3 separate regions of the Mus musculus genome follow, and regions 1 and 3 are each linked to region 2. The links are chromatin contacts, called in public HiChIP or PLAC-seq and promoter capture Hi-C maps. All regions are on one chromosome and are shown on one strand. The core of a region is the stretch at or near the end of the contact, and the rest is flanking DNA. Distances in the headings are between cores, read along the strand shown.

Evidence for each region. Promoter capture Hi-C pulls out the DNA fragments that hold promoters and counts their contacts. HiChIP or PLAC-seq counts read pairs in DNA pulled down with a chosen protein or histone mark.
Region 1: a contact with region 2 is called in a promoter capture Hi-C map of erythroid cells, with 3 times the contacts expected there. The contact joins the promoter of Polrmt here to the promoter of Fam174c in region 2. A contact is called at or near these places in 2 of 39 promoter capture datasets (erythroid cells and neural stem cells) and 1 of 9 other capture datasets (adipose tissue).
Region 3: an HNF4G HiChIP or PLAC-seq map of pancreatic cancer cells shows a contact between it and region 2. The contact joins the promoter of Onecut3 here to the promoter of Fam174c in region 2. A contact is called at or near these places in 1 of 39 promoter capture datasets (fetal liver) and 2 of 115 datasets of contacts at active chromatin or transcription factors (memory CD8 T cells and pancreatic cancer cells).

The regions. Positions count from the first base shown.
Region 1 is chr10:79,743,607-79,747,860 of GRCm38.p6, reverse strand. It overlaps Polrmt (polymerase (RNA) mitochondrial (DNA directed)), which reads left to right and starts at 1,280. Exons shown (of 21, transcript NM_172551.3): 1 at 1,280-1,396; 2 at 2,089-2,187; 3 at 4,133-4,254. The coding sequence starts at 1,309.
Region 2 is chr10:80,169,635-80,174,246 of GRCm38.p6, reverse strand. Fam174c (family with sequence similarity 174, member C) reads right to left here and starts at 1,303. Exons shown (of 3, transcript NM_027207.2): 1 at 1,073-1,303; 2 at 1-38. The coding sequence starts at 1,281. It overlaps Cirbp (cold inducible RNA binding protein), which reads right to left. Exons shown (of 7, transcript NM_007705.3): 2 at 4,331-4,439; 3 at 4,125-4,231; 4 at 3,907-4,045; 5 at 3,741-3,822; 6 at 3,483-3,553; 7 at 2,592-3,265. The coding sequence starts at 4,433. The coding sequence ends at 3,249.
Region 3 is chr10:80,493,429-80,497,889 of GRCm38.p6, reverse strand. Onecut3 (one cut domain, family member 3) reads right to left here and starts at 2,984. Exons shown (of 2, transcript NM_139226.3): 1 at 1,700-2,984. The coding sequence starts at 2,882.

The sequences.
Region 1 (4,254 bases), core at 31-2,530, 430 kb after region 2:
CAGCAACCACATGGTGGCTCACAACCATCTGTAATGGAATTCAATGCCCTCTTCTGGTAGACAGAGATAGTGTACTCAGATACATAAAATAAATAAATCTTTAAAAAAACAAAAACAAAAGCAAAAACGGTGTGTGCCACCACACCCAGCTCTGAGTTTGTGTGTGTGTCTGTTTATCTGTCCGTTTGCTTGCCCGACTGCCTGATTGAGACAAGGTTTTATGTGCATTTTATGTGCTTAAATTTGAATCCGCCTGCCTTTACCTCCAGAGGGCTGGGATTATAAACCCAAAGCTCTCACTGATGCGCTCCAGACAGTAGAAGCCCTAGTACTGAGAAAATGAGCCCAGGTCCTGTCTTCTCAGGAGGGTACTGTCTGAGCTACAGAATTAGCCTGGAAAATTTAGTGAGATTCTGTCTCAAATATAAAATGCTGGTGCGTGATAGCACATATCTGTCATCCGGCACTTCCTGAGCTAGGAGGCAGGAGGATCAGGAATTCACTGTCATCTTTGGCCACATTAGAAGTTTGAAACCAACCTGGGCTACGTGTAGATAGATCCCTTAGTCCAACACTGGGAAGGAGAAGACAGCAAGGTCAGGCTTTCCAGATTAGTTCTCATACATGTAAATTGGAAGCTAACATGAGCTACATGGGACTCTGTGAATGTGAATGAATGAATGGATGGATGGATGAATGAAATCGCGATGTGGTACTATTTACACGTCTTTTCCATCTTTCTACGGCCCTGATTCCATTTGCACAAACACATATACATACAGAGAGACAGAGACAGAGAGAGGCAGAGAGGAGGAGGAGGAAGAGGAGGAGAAACAAATAGGGTAGGGACTGGGCGTGGTGGCGCACGACTATAGTCCCAGTACTGGGTGGCAGAGCAGGAGTATAAGGAGGATATCTGTTGAGTTCAAGGGAATCCTGTTAAATTCCAGGACATTCATGGTTAAATAGTGAGACTTTGTGCCAAAAATGTGCATATAGTACATAATATATACACATATGTAAATGTTACGCACATATATATGAACAAATAAAATAAAGCAGAAACCAGTCAATCAAAGAACAAAAAAATATAAAAACTAAAGAGGGAACTTGGATATGAAAAGAACGAATCAGAAGAGTATTTCTGCGCATGCTCTCTTGCCGCCACGCTGCCCGCTGCCTCTTGGGAGTTGTAGTTCTCCTTCGACTCCTCTCACAGGACAGACCCTAAGAGCGCTTCCGGCAGTCGCAGAACTACAGCTCCCTGCAGGCGGCGCGTGCGCGTGCGCACTGCGGGCAGCAGGCGGCATGTCGGCGCTCCGGTGGACCCGAAGCGCAGCCGGGCTTGGCCGGGTTCTGCGCTCCCCTGGGCCCCACCGCCCGCCTTCGGAGGAAGGTAAAGGAGTGTCGGATCCAGGACTATAATCTTCCCTTCCTTAGGATCCCGGTCACCTTCAACCTTTGTTCTTTGACCTATGGAGGAGTTTCTGGGGACCCATTTAGCTGGGCACTAGTTGGCAACGTCTCTCTAGGTCCGCAGGGCACTTTGACTTTTGATTGTTGCTCGCTTTTCCATGTCTCTGACCCACTGTTGGGGACTTACGGATATTGGCATTGACCTTTGGCTACTTTTAGTTAGGAGTACTTCTTGCTGGATCCTGCACCCCGATCCTTATAGCTTTGGCCTGTTCTGCCCTTGAAGTTGGTCTTTTTCTGGGTCTGGATTTATTTGTGGGCGGGGCGTGTTTTTTTTTTTTTTTTTTTTTTTTTTTTGAGCCATGGTGTTTCCATGTGGTTCATGCTGGATGCTTTATTTGAACTCAGGTCCTACTGCTTCAACCTCCTGAGTTCTGAGATCCCATGCCTGGCAGTCCTTGTCTTTTGATCCATTTCTTTCTGGGCATGACGTAAGTTTGAGGCAGGAACTCACACTAGCTTAACCTAGAACTTCCTTTGTAGCCCAGGCTGGAATCCAATTGGAGACCCTCCCACCTCAGCCTCCAGAGACCTGGGGTAATAAGTGTGCATGCCACGGTGTCCACTTGATAGGATGGTTTCTGTGTTCTTATTCTTCATGTCTCTTTCTAGGGACTTTTGGTGGCTTCTGCAGCTCAAGAAGGAGCTCCGCTGCCAGTCCCCGTGAGCAACATGTCCTGAGGGAGTGGGGCCATGCTGAACTGCTGGAAGGTAAGTTGGTGTCCTAAGTCCTTCTCCACAGTGAAGCCTTGAGGGAGTGTGCTCTGCGTTGTACCTGACCACTCCAAGGGAGTATGTAAAATGGGGTCCAGAGTCCACTGAGCAGTGTTGTCTGGCTGGCCTGTCTGTGGTCCTGTGGGTCCTCTTGTGCTGGTTCTGGGAGCTGCTGTAATTCCATTCCCTGAGTTCCAGATTCCCACCTGGGGCTCTCACTTCTAGGAAGACAGTGGAGGCCCCAAATACACCTGAACAATACCGGATTTGCATTGTTGGAATGCTGACATAGAAGTCTCCAGTTTTAGTCCTGCAGAGTCGAGGTGCAGCTGGAATCCAGCCTGTCTGCCAGGCCTGCCTGTCTGTCTTCCTTCCTTCCTTCCTCTTTCTTTCTTTCTCTCCTCATTCCTCCCTTCTCTCTTTCTCTCTTTTTTCTTTCTTGGTTTTTCGAGACAGGGTTTCTCTGTGTAGGAAGTCCTGGCTGCTTTGTAGACCAGGCTGGCCTTGAACTCAGGTCTGCCTGCCTCTGCCCCTGGAGTGCTGGGATTAAAGGTGTGCATGAGCCGGGTATGGTGGCGCACGCCTTTGATCCCAGCACTCTGGAGGCAGAGGCAGGCGGATTTCTGAGTTCGAGGCCAGCCTGGTCTACAAAATGAGTTCCAGGACAGCCAGGGCTACACAGAGAAACCCTGTCTTGAAAAAAAGAAAAAACCAAAAAAAAAAAAAAAAAAAAAAAAACCAAACAAACAAAAATAAAACAAAATAAAGGCATGCACGACCACTGACTTTGGAACCCAATTTTAAGTGTTTTACTACCAAGTCTAGTAGACGGGATGTCCAGATTTCCCTCCTGATCCTATGTCAGGTCTGCATGGCAGCTGCAGAAGGTGGAGACGCTTAGAGGGTGGGTTAGGAGGTAAAGACAATGGTCTAACTGTGGCTCCTGTCTACCCTTAGCAGCAACTGCTTCCTGACTCACGTTCCAGGGTATGTCATGCTGGAATCTGTCATTTGGGCAGAGGGATCTGCAGACTTAGTGTGTGGCGCCTGCTCCCTCTTATGAGGCTCCTTTCTGTCAGGGACAGAAGGCAGTGCTTTGTGGGCCATGGAGCTTACAGCAGCTATGTAACTCTTCTACTCCTGACAGACCAACCAGTTCTGCCCCAGGGCCTTTTTGCACCCTTTTGTCTCTTGGGTCCCTTCAGAAAGAAGTCGGTGTCCCCGTCTGCCACCTGTTTGCTTTGCAGGTGGCCTCACACAGATGTGTCCTCTGCCTCTGATGTGCCCTGAGTGCCACGAGATGTTCACTGAGGCAGGATCTCCCCAGAACTCTGATCCTCTCGCATGCACTGCACTCCTCCCAACTTTCGTTTTGTACACCTGTGAGCCAGGCCCCTGCCTCACACTGACCTTGGGCCAGGGACTGGAGTACCGGGAGGGGAGACAAGCAGCTGGTCTTGGCAACCAGCGCCTGAGTTGTAGCCTTATGGCTCAGCCTGCCTTGTTTCTGCGCTCACCACTAACCATGGCTGTCTGCTTGCCAAGACCCTGGCCAGTCTTTGGCCTTTTTATGTGCAAACTTGGTTACTGCTGAAAGCCATACAGCAGGGGCCTCCTTGTATGGTGCCAGTGATTGCCTTTTGGTCCTTAGGGCACTGAGTCACGGATGTTTGCGGTTTCTACCAAGCTGTATCAAGTATGTGCCTGTATCAAACTGCAGGCTACTATATATTGGCCAGTGAGGTCGGAGCCCTTAAGGCTGGCGGAGTGAAGGAGGGAGAAGCAGAAGCAGGTGACAGCCGGCAGGAGGTGATAGGAGGGGTTGGCAGGCAGAGCCGAGGGCATGGTGACAGCCAGGAGACTGTGTTTGGGATGATCCTGGGGTAGACTCAGAGCATCCTGAGCTGCAGGAGTGGTTCATACCCTTCTCTGCTCTCTGCAGTGCTGGAGGCTCGGGTGCGGCAGCTCCGGGCAGAGGGCACACCTGAGATGAGGGTGAAGAAGGTGCAGGTGGACCGGCCTCCACAGGGCCACAGCAGCCGCTGGGCGCAAAAGCTAGAGGCT
Region 2 (4,612 bases), core at 54-2,553:
TCAGGAGCCCATACCTCCTTCGCTGTGACTTCTTGAGTCTGCAGGACAGAAACACCCTCAGAAACAACTTCAGCACGGGTGACACCAAGTCCAGGGTACCCACGCAATGCTTCCCTCCACCCCCAAAGCACTTGCCAGATGTGAATCCTTTGTCATAAGAACTACAAGTGCTCCAGGCGTGGAGGCGCACGCCTTTAATCCCAGCACTCGGGAGGCAGAGGCAGGCGGATTTCTGAGTTCAAGGCCAGCCTGGTCTACAAAGTGAGTTCCAGGACAGCCAGGGCTATACAGAGAAACCCTGTCTCGAAAAAAAAACCAAAAAACAAAAACAAAAAAACAAAACCCAAACTATAAGAGCAACTCTTGGCATAGTGAAAACCACGGAGGTAGAGGCATGGATACTATTGGGTTGGATTGCCAGCCACAGCTTCCTAATTAAAGCACAAGGCACTGTCATAGCAGCTAAGAAAAAAATGGAAGATGAAAGGCTGGTTTCTTTTTTCTTTGATTCAGTGTATTGCAACACAGGCTGACCCTTAACTTCTGATCATCCTGCCTCCAGTTCCAAGTGTTGAGATGACAGACATGTATCAGCACACAGCATTTTGCAGGTGTTAGGCAAAACTTTTATGAGCCTCAGCCAAGGAAAGAATTTCTGCAGTTTTTGCAGTACAGCACGTTTTTTCCCACCCCTGTCACCACACCACCAGAGAGGCTGAGTTAGGAGGATGGCCATACTGCGGTCGCTGCCCACCTCGTCAGCCTTAAAATCACAATTAAAGAGACAAGAATAAGAACCAGTCGGCCGGGCGGTGGTAGCGCACGCCTTTAATCCTAGCACTTGGGAGGCAGAGGCAGGCGGATTTCTGAGTTCGAGGCCAGCCTGGTCTACTCTACAGAGTGAGTTCCAGGACAGCCAGGGCTATACAGAGAAACCCTGTCTCGAAAAACCAAAAAAAAAAAAAAAAACAAACAAACAAAAAAACCCAGTCGGCAGCCTGAATCACGTGCCCTCCCGCCCATTTCCTCCTCCCCCTGACTCACTAGATGCTGATTGGCCGCGCTAACGCACCTAAAAGCCCGGATGAGGAAGTAAAGCGAGATCAGGCCGCAGAGCCCAGTGATTACGTAGAACAAGCGGAGCACCGCGGAGCCCGTGTCCCTGTCCGGGAGCCTCCCGTTTGTGTGGTTATAAGGTGGGCCCGGCAGGCTGGAGTTTTCAGCGGAACCAGGGTTGCTACACCAGAGGAGCAGCAGCAGCAGCAGCATGCGTAGTGCCATGCCGGAGCTGAGGCGGAAGTGCACACAGCCCCGCCCCGCCCACAATGCCCTGCGCAATCCTAGGGTTGTTCATCTTAGCGCCTTATTATGGAGATGGGTGGACACTAAGACTCTTACCCGCTGCGCCCTAGTCACCCCTATCCCTGCCACGTCTCAGACCCAAGCCACAGAGTCGGGGGTTCTGGGTCACAGCCCTTTATTCAGGCAACCCAACCCCCCCCCCCCCGCCCCCACAACATTCTGTCCCAGCGACCACGCCAGCCCAGCTTCTTTATCTTTTCCACAGAAGCCTGCATCGCCCACGAGCCAGGTGCTAGCTCAGGAATTGCCTGGAAAAGAAGAGAAGAGATCAATCAGGGAAAGTCCAGTCCAGCTTCTAGGGGTGGGGGATCCCTCAACCCTCTGAGCACCCGGAGTGTCCAAGGACCCCAGGCCTTGACCTCGGGCACTCACCGGGCAAACTGTGTGCAGTCTATGGCTCCAGATCCTGTGGAACCCTCTAGGACCCAGAGTCAGCCATCCTCCCATGGCTCAGGTTGGCTCCCCTTCATCCTGCCAAACAAAGGCGCGTGACTCTTGGCATCCCTGTGGGCCTGCAGCGCCTGCCCTCCCACCTCCCACCCTCACGGCGCCCAAGTGGTTCGTCCCAAGGTGGCCATGCCCAGGGCGTCAGCGCCCTTTTGCAGCCCGCCTCGAGCAGAGCCGGGCTCTGTCCTGCTCAACAGCTTCACGGACTCTGGGCAAAAACTAAAGGCAGCAGCGCAGGTCTAAAGCCTGTCAAGCAAGGACCAAAAACATGCCCAGAAAGGCAGGGCGCCCGGTAGCTCTGGCCGGCCGCGTTATACTGGCGGGAGGTACCACCAGTTTGACTCAGACTTCCAGGAAGCAAATGTCAACCCCAAGTCTAAGTTTCTGTCCAAGTGAGCTATAAACCGGAGGGATGCGACACGAGCGCGAGCGAAAGTGTTACCTCGAGGCACAGGCCAGCTGCAGAGCTAGCGGGGGAGCAGCGGGCGAGTCTCGGAGGGTCTGTGGCTCGCGTCTGTCCCCCGAGGGCTGCGGCTTCGGAGGCTAGCAGAGAATGCCTGGAACTGGCGGGGCGCAGCCGCTAGGCAGCCTCGCTGGCCCTGCCTGCACCCGGCCCTGTACTGGGCGAGGCCTCTGCCGCCCTGCAGCCCCTCAGCACTGCCCACTCCCGTCCCCACTTGGCTGCTTGTTGCCTCCCGCACTGCCCTGCCTTCCTAGCTGCTCTGCTGGCCACGGAGCCGCAGCTCAGTGTCGGCAATGAAAGGGAAATGGTCAGAGCGAGATTCATTTCACACGGTCTTTTAATCGGCTTCGTGAAGCCAAAGAAACTGCGTACAAGAATTCCTCAGCCACTGTGAATACAACATCGATGGAGTATGCATGTCTTCGGTAAAAAAGGACAATATAAATAAACATTTCCACAGCCTCCCGGACTGCTATGCTCCCCATGGGCTTGAGACATGTGCCCGATGGGCAGGACCTGCTGCAACTCCGCAGCCGGGCTGGGGAGCTGGAGGGCCATGGCTTGCTCAAATCGAGTCCATTCCATCTCAGGAGGGGTGGGGCGCCAGACTTCAGGGGCGACCACACAAAAAAAGAAAAAAAAAGAAAAGCCACAACCAAAAAACCTGAAAAAACAAAAACGAGTAACCAAAACCCACACAACCCGACAATTTAGAAAAAACAAAAACCCATGGCTCATGGTAAACAGTAAAATCTGAAGTGCTTTCCAAAACGTTTTTAAGAATACTTAAAAACAGACAGCGCTTCCTTAAAAACAGGTCTAGTCACGAGGCCATCTTGGGTCAGAAGCAGGCTGCTGACGGGTCAGAACGGAAAGGACTACAAAAGTGGGAACAAGGTGCTCACTACACAACGATCAGCGAAGCTCCCCCATCTTAATTACAGCCATGGAAGGACGATCTGGACGCGGAGGGCTTTTACTCGTTGTGTGTAGCTGAGGACAGAAGCGGGACAGTGTAAAGTCACTGGAGCTTGTGCTCCGCCCGCGCGCGTGGGAGGTGGCACAGGGTTTCATGCACCTGGTGCCCTGACCTGTACGGCAGGCCTGGTAGCTGCGCCCAAGGCTGAGCGGCTTAAGATGCTCTGAGGACACAAGGGTTCACCGAGCCCAACCGCAGCCACTCAGATGGCATCCTTGGAGCTAGACTTACCATAACTGTCATAGCTGTCTCTGTAGGACCCTCCCGAGCTCCGATAACCATAGCTGCCACCCTGACTCCGGCTGTGGAAGGACACACATGGACACCCAGGCTCAGCCCCGTACCAGGTATAGTTGGCAAGAGTTGGTTCTCAGTAGAGAACAAAACCAAACCACCTACACTAGTCTGCCCTTCCCCTGGTGCACCCTCCTCCCAGGCCCAGCTGCCACCACCGAGGCTGAGCCTCCCCAAGGCTCCCATCTGGCTCACCTGGCATAGTAGTCTCTGGAGCCTCCATAACCCCCACTCCGGGACTCAAAGCGGCCACCTCCATAGCCCCGGTCTCCTCCTCCTGTAGATGATCGAGAACAGAGTCAGGGAGTCCCTACTCCTGCTGCAGTGCCACCACCAGCTGCCAAGGCACCCCAGCACTCACCTCTGGAGAACCCTCGGCCCCGGCTTCGTCCCCCACGGAAAAAGCCCCGGCCTCCAGCAGAGCCACCCCGGTATCCTCGGGACCGGTTGTCAGAAGACTTGCCAGCCTGGTCAACTCTGATCTGCCGCCCGTCCACAGACTGCAGGAGAAAGTTAGGGTCACTGTACCCGATTCCACACCAGACCTATCCAAGGTAAATTGGCTGACCTGATCCTCACCTTCCCATTCATAGCCATCATGGCGTCCTTAGCGTCATCGATATTTTCAAAGGTGACAAACCCAAAGCCTCGGGATCGCTGGGTCTCCCTGTCCTTTACCACCACCACTGCAGGAGAGAGACATTAGATGTGCCCAGTCAGCCCTCTGCCCCCCACCCCCACCCCCAAGTAGAAGCCGAGAACAATGATCCTGACCCAAGACTCACCTTCGGAGATCTGCCCATACTTGGAGAAGACCTGCTCCAGCGCCTGCTCGTTGGTGTCGAAGCTGAGTCCTCCCACGAAAAGCTTGCCTTCATCTGATGCCATGGCAGCCTATGCACACACCATAGATGTTTGCCTTAACCACCACCCCTTCCAGAAACTGAAGCCAAATAGCATATTTAAGAATATGCTTTTCAAAAAAAAAAAAAAAAAAAAAAAAAGAGTAACATATTTTATGTGCACTGGTGTTTTGTCTCCATATATGTCTCTGATGCTGTCAGATC
Region 3 (4,461 bases), core at 1,735-4,234, 320 kb before region 2:
CAGGAGAGCAATTGGAACGTCACTCGTGCAGGTGACAGGCGAGTGGCATGGATTTGGGGTACACAATGGTTGTATGTCCAGGAGGGGAGGTCTTGGTCTTAGAATCCACAGAGCACCAGATCACCTGGAGACAGTGGATCGGGGGCACACTACCCGAGGAGAACCATGGACAAGACAGGACAGGACAGGATAGGGGCTGTGTTCTGGGGCAGGTGTCCTTGTGTCCCTCACTAGCAACAGGGCTCTTCAGATAAACCTGTGTGTGTGTTTATCCTAATGTCTTCCAGTGCCACCTGCCCACCCCCCAGGAATGCATGGCCCCAAAAGCCCAAAGACAGGGCGCATCTCATCACTGAGTTATCCCACTAAAGACTCCAGAGGAAGGGGAAACTAAAGTGGGTCTGTGTGTGTGCCAGCCTGCACAGTGGGCTTAGAATCCACAGATAGAGCAAGTAGCACAGGCTCCAACCAAACCCACGTCTATCTACCCCCCCGCTACGCCCAGGGGCCCCTGCTTCTCTGCACCCCACACAGGCTTGTAGTGTGGTCTGAGGGGTACAGTCAACCCAGTTCTCAGCTCCTGCCTTAGGGGCGCCTCTCTTGAGTCCCGGCTGCCCCGCCCCTCTCTGTGTTTGTATGCAGAGGGATCGATGAGGCTCTGGAAACCGCTATTGTCCCTGGAACGGGGTGCACAGCCCCCTCCCCACTACGCCATAGAAAAAACGCTCTGCCCAGACCACCGGCCTCCTGACACCCCTTCCCAATCACGGAGGATGTAGGGTCTATGGCACACCCCCACATTCCTCGCTGGGGTGGGAGGGGACAGGTTAGACCAAAGGAGGAGACAACGGGTCCCCCAGGGGCTGGCTCGCATGCTTCTGTGTGTGGGAGAGACTCAGGCAAGGCGCAAGAGAAGAAAAGAATAAAGAGAGACTGGACTGGGTACCGAAGAGGCAGCTCGAAGAGAGGGACAGCAATTTGTCCCCGTGGAGAGAAGTAGAAAGGGGGGACAGGAAAACAGGAGGGAGTGAGGCCCTGGGAGCCACGGGGGGGGGGGGGTGTGAAGGCCTCTGGTGGATGCCACTGAGCCCAGGGTCCCAAGGGCTGCCCCTCCCCCAATCTCAAATGACCTTTGCCAACGGCCAGAGGGGGGAGGGATGGGGGACTAGCGGATCGATCGTCGGCAGAGGCTGAGCTGCATAGGAAGAGAGCTCGGTGGTGGTGGTGGTGCTGGGGCTGGGGGCAGAGCGGTGGCCAGGCCTTGGCTGAGTCTAGTCAGCACCTAGAGCTTTGTGACTGGGTGGAGAGAGGGCGCCTTTGGTCCCTCTTGCAGGATGTTTGGGGACGAGGGGAGTGGCACCTCTGATCGCAGGGGATCGTGAACCCAAGGAACGTGCTACAGACGCGCGCATACACGCGCACACACGGAGCCACGCGAGGGCTGTTTTAGTTTAGCACCCTATGTCTACATCAGCCTCAAAGACACTAGACACCCTACACAGTCCCTAAAAGAATAGGGACGGAAACAATAATTGTATTTGCCCTCTTTCTATTAGTGACACTCGGCGATGCAGACCCCGGGTCAGCCTCAGAGGCTACAGTTTCCCCCCTCTAGGCTGGCAGGACGCACTAGCCAAGGTCCTTCATCCTGTGCCAACCATGTCCCCCAGGATCGAGCCTCAGGGGCCCTTGTCCCTACCTGCCAGGCGCAGCGCCGACATGCGCTGGAACTCCGGCTCCTGCAGCCACTTCCACATCCTGCGGAAGGTCTCGCGGCCGGATTTGAGCTTGCTCCAGGGCTTCGGGTTGCGCAGCAGGTCGGAGAGCGTGCCCTGCGAGCGGCACAGGATGCGCTGCGCGAAGATGGCCTGCGGGATGCTGTAGCGCTTCAGCTCGGCGGTGATGCGCTGGGCCACCTCTTTGGTGTTGATCTCTTCGGCTGCAGCGCCGGCTCCCGGGCCGCCGCTGCCGCCGCCAGCGCCACCGCCCCCTCCGGGGCCACCGCCGCCTGAGTGAGGCCCGTGCGCCCCGGCCGCAGCCAGCCCGCCCAGCGGAGCCAGCAAACCCGCGGCCGCCCCGCCGGCCGCCCCGCCGCCTCCCGCGCCGCCGCCGCCTCCAGGCAGCCCTCGGGCCAGCGCGTCCTCTGCGCGCCCCAGAAGCGCCGCGTGTGGCTCGAAGGCGGCAGGTGGCAGTAGTTTGTCCCCGGCCAGGTGGCCCGGAGCCCCGTAAGCGGCGAGCGGTGGCGGCGGCGGCGGCTGCGGGGCGCTGTGCAGAGCGGGGGGCAGCGCGCTGGGCAGCGGCGACAGTGGCGACCCCATGGTGGGCAGCTCCTTGCCATAAGGCCCGTAGAGGTGGCCCACCGAGGCCAGCGCCGCCCGCTCGTCGCGCATGAGGGTGAAGCTGCCGCTCACGCTGGCCGCCAGGCGCTGCGGAGGGGGCGGTGGCGGCGCGGTGGCCGGGTGAGGGTGAGCGTGTGGATGGCCTCCGTGCGCCCCAGCCACCGCGTGCTGGTGGAACTTATCGGCCACGGCGGCCAGCGGCGGCAGGTGCTGCAAGGGCGTGAGCGTGGTGTAGGTGCCACCCAAACCTGGGGCCTCGCACGCCATACCCATGGCCGGGTGCAGGGGGCCAGCCAGCTCCCCACGGAAGTCAGGGCCACCACCCGCGGCCCCTGCAGCCCCCGCGCCCCCGGCGCCCCCGCCCCCGGCGCCACCACCGTCCAGCAGGCTAGCCATGCCGGCCACCAGGCCTGGGCGCCCCGATGCCACTAGGCTTCGGTGTTGGGCCGCGGCGGAGCGCGCGTGGCCCGGGCTCAGCAGCTCGCCGGCTTGCGCGTGTGTCACCCCGTGCAGCCCCCCGAGGCTCTCCAAGCTCAACTCCATCCTGGGTGTCCTCTTCGTGTGTGCTCAAGGCCGCAGCATGGTCCCCACGCACTGGCCGACGCTCCTGGTGGCGGCGGCTGCTACTGTCCCGCTTGTTCAGTGCTCTCGCTCGGCTTCGGCTGCTGCGAGCAGCGGCCACCAGGATGTGGCGGGGCGGCCGCCGCCGGCGCCCCGGCCCGGGTCTGACGTCAGCGCCCCCGCCCATCGCTCCGCCTGCACCCGCCAAACCCCTTGGAGCACCAGGCTGGCTTCTTGGGTCTCCCCATTCTCCTTGCCCTGAGAAGAACCTGAGGGATTGGGGTGGGGGACCGCTAGTCCTGGCTCTGTGTGAGTGTGAGTGAGTGTGTGTGTGTGTTCTCATATCAGCGTCTTTGATTCTCTGTCCTGTACATTCCCCCTTCTGCCCCTACCCGCCCCCAGTTCCTGAAGTGTGGCTACAAACGCCCCCCAACTCTGTTGACACTCTCAGAAAGATGGGCTGTTTTCCCCGTATGCACACAAAGATTTCAAAACCTCTTTTGGGATGAAGTGGGGCTATTAGTAGGTCCCCAGAACAATCACACATTGGCCTCAAGCACAAGGAAAAGCAGGCATTTGGGCATTTGGGCCTCTGTTTCTTCAATTGTGCAATGTAATTGCCCTGCAGAAATCTTTCTTAACAGGGACTTTAGTGGTTTTTAGGCCCAGGATTGGGAAGACAGAGGCAGGTGGATCGTTAATTTGGAGGCTAGCCTGGTCTATGTAGCAAGTTCCAGTCAGGCAAGGGCTTTATAGTGAGTCTTTGCATCAAAGCAAACATAAATTCCTCCAAGGTCCGGTGTAGTGGCACATGCCTTTAATCTCGGCACTTGGGAGGCAGAGGCAGGTGGATTTCTGAGTTCAAGGTCAGCCTGGTCTACAGAACTGGATTCAAGGACAGTCAGGGCTACACATGGAAAAGATGACAGAGAGGGGGGGAAGAGAGAGGGGAAAATTCCTCCTAAGTCCCGTGTAATTGGCTACTTCCTGTCCCCAATATCTCTGGGGTCTAAGGATGTCTTGTCTGAGACTGGTCATCTCTAGACCAGCTTGGGTTTGGGGTTTTTTTTTTTTTTTCAGACTGAGATAGCTAGCCTAGGATCTCTCTCTCTCTCTCTCTCTCTCTCTCTCTCTCTCTCTCTCTCTCTCTCTCTCTCTCTCCCTTTCCCACCTGCAGACAGTGAAGGGGGACAGAAGGGGTACATGGATGGCACCCTACAGGCACAAAGCACCTGGGAACAAGACCCCTTGGGTTTGTGGAGAAGAGATTACCGATTACCAGGGTGGCCATGCCAGACTCTGGGGGGACCTTGTGTTAGGAGGGTGTCTTCACTCAGCCTCAGCCCCTGCCTCCCTTGCCCTGCTCACTGCCAGGGAGGGTTATTGGCATTTGTTCTGGAGCTTGAGTCACCCATGGGCTCTGACGCTCACTCAAGGGATGCCCCCACCAATGGCTTGGGCTATCAGGCTGGAAACAAAGCAAACCAAGAATCTGATGTCCACAGTGCACTGGCTGTGTGACAGGCGTGGTGGTCCATGCCCGGGGCTGCACAGATCCTTT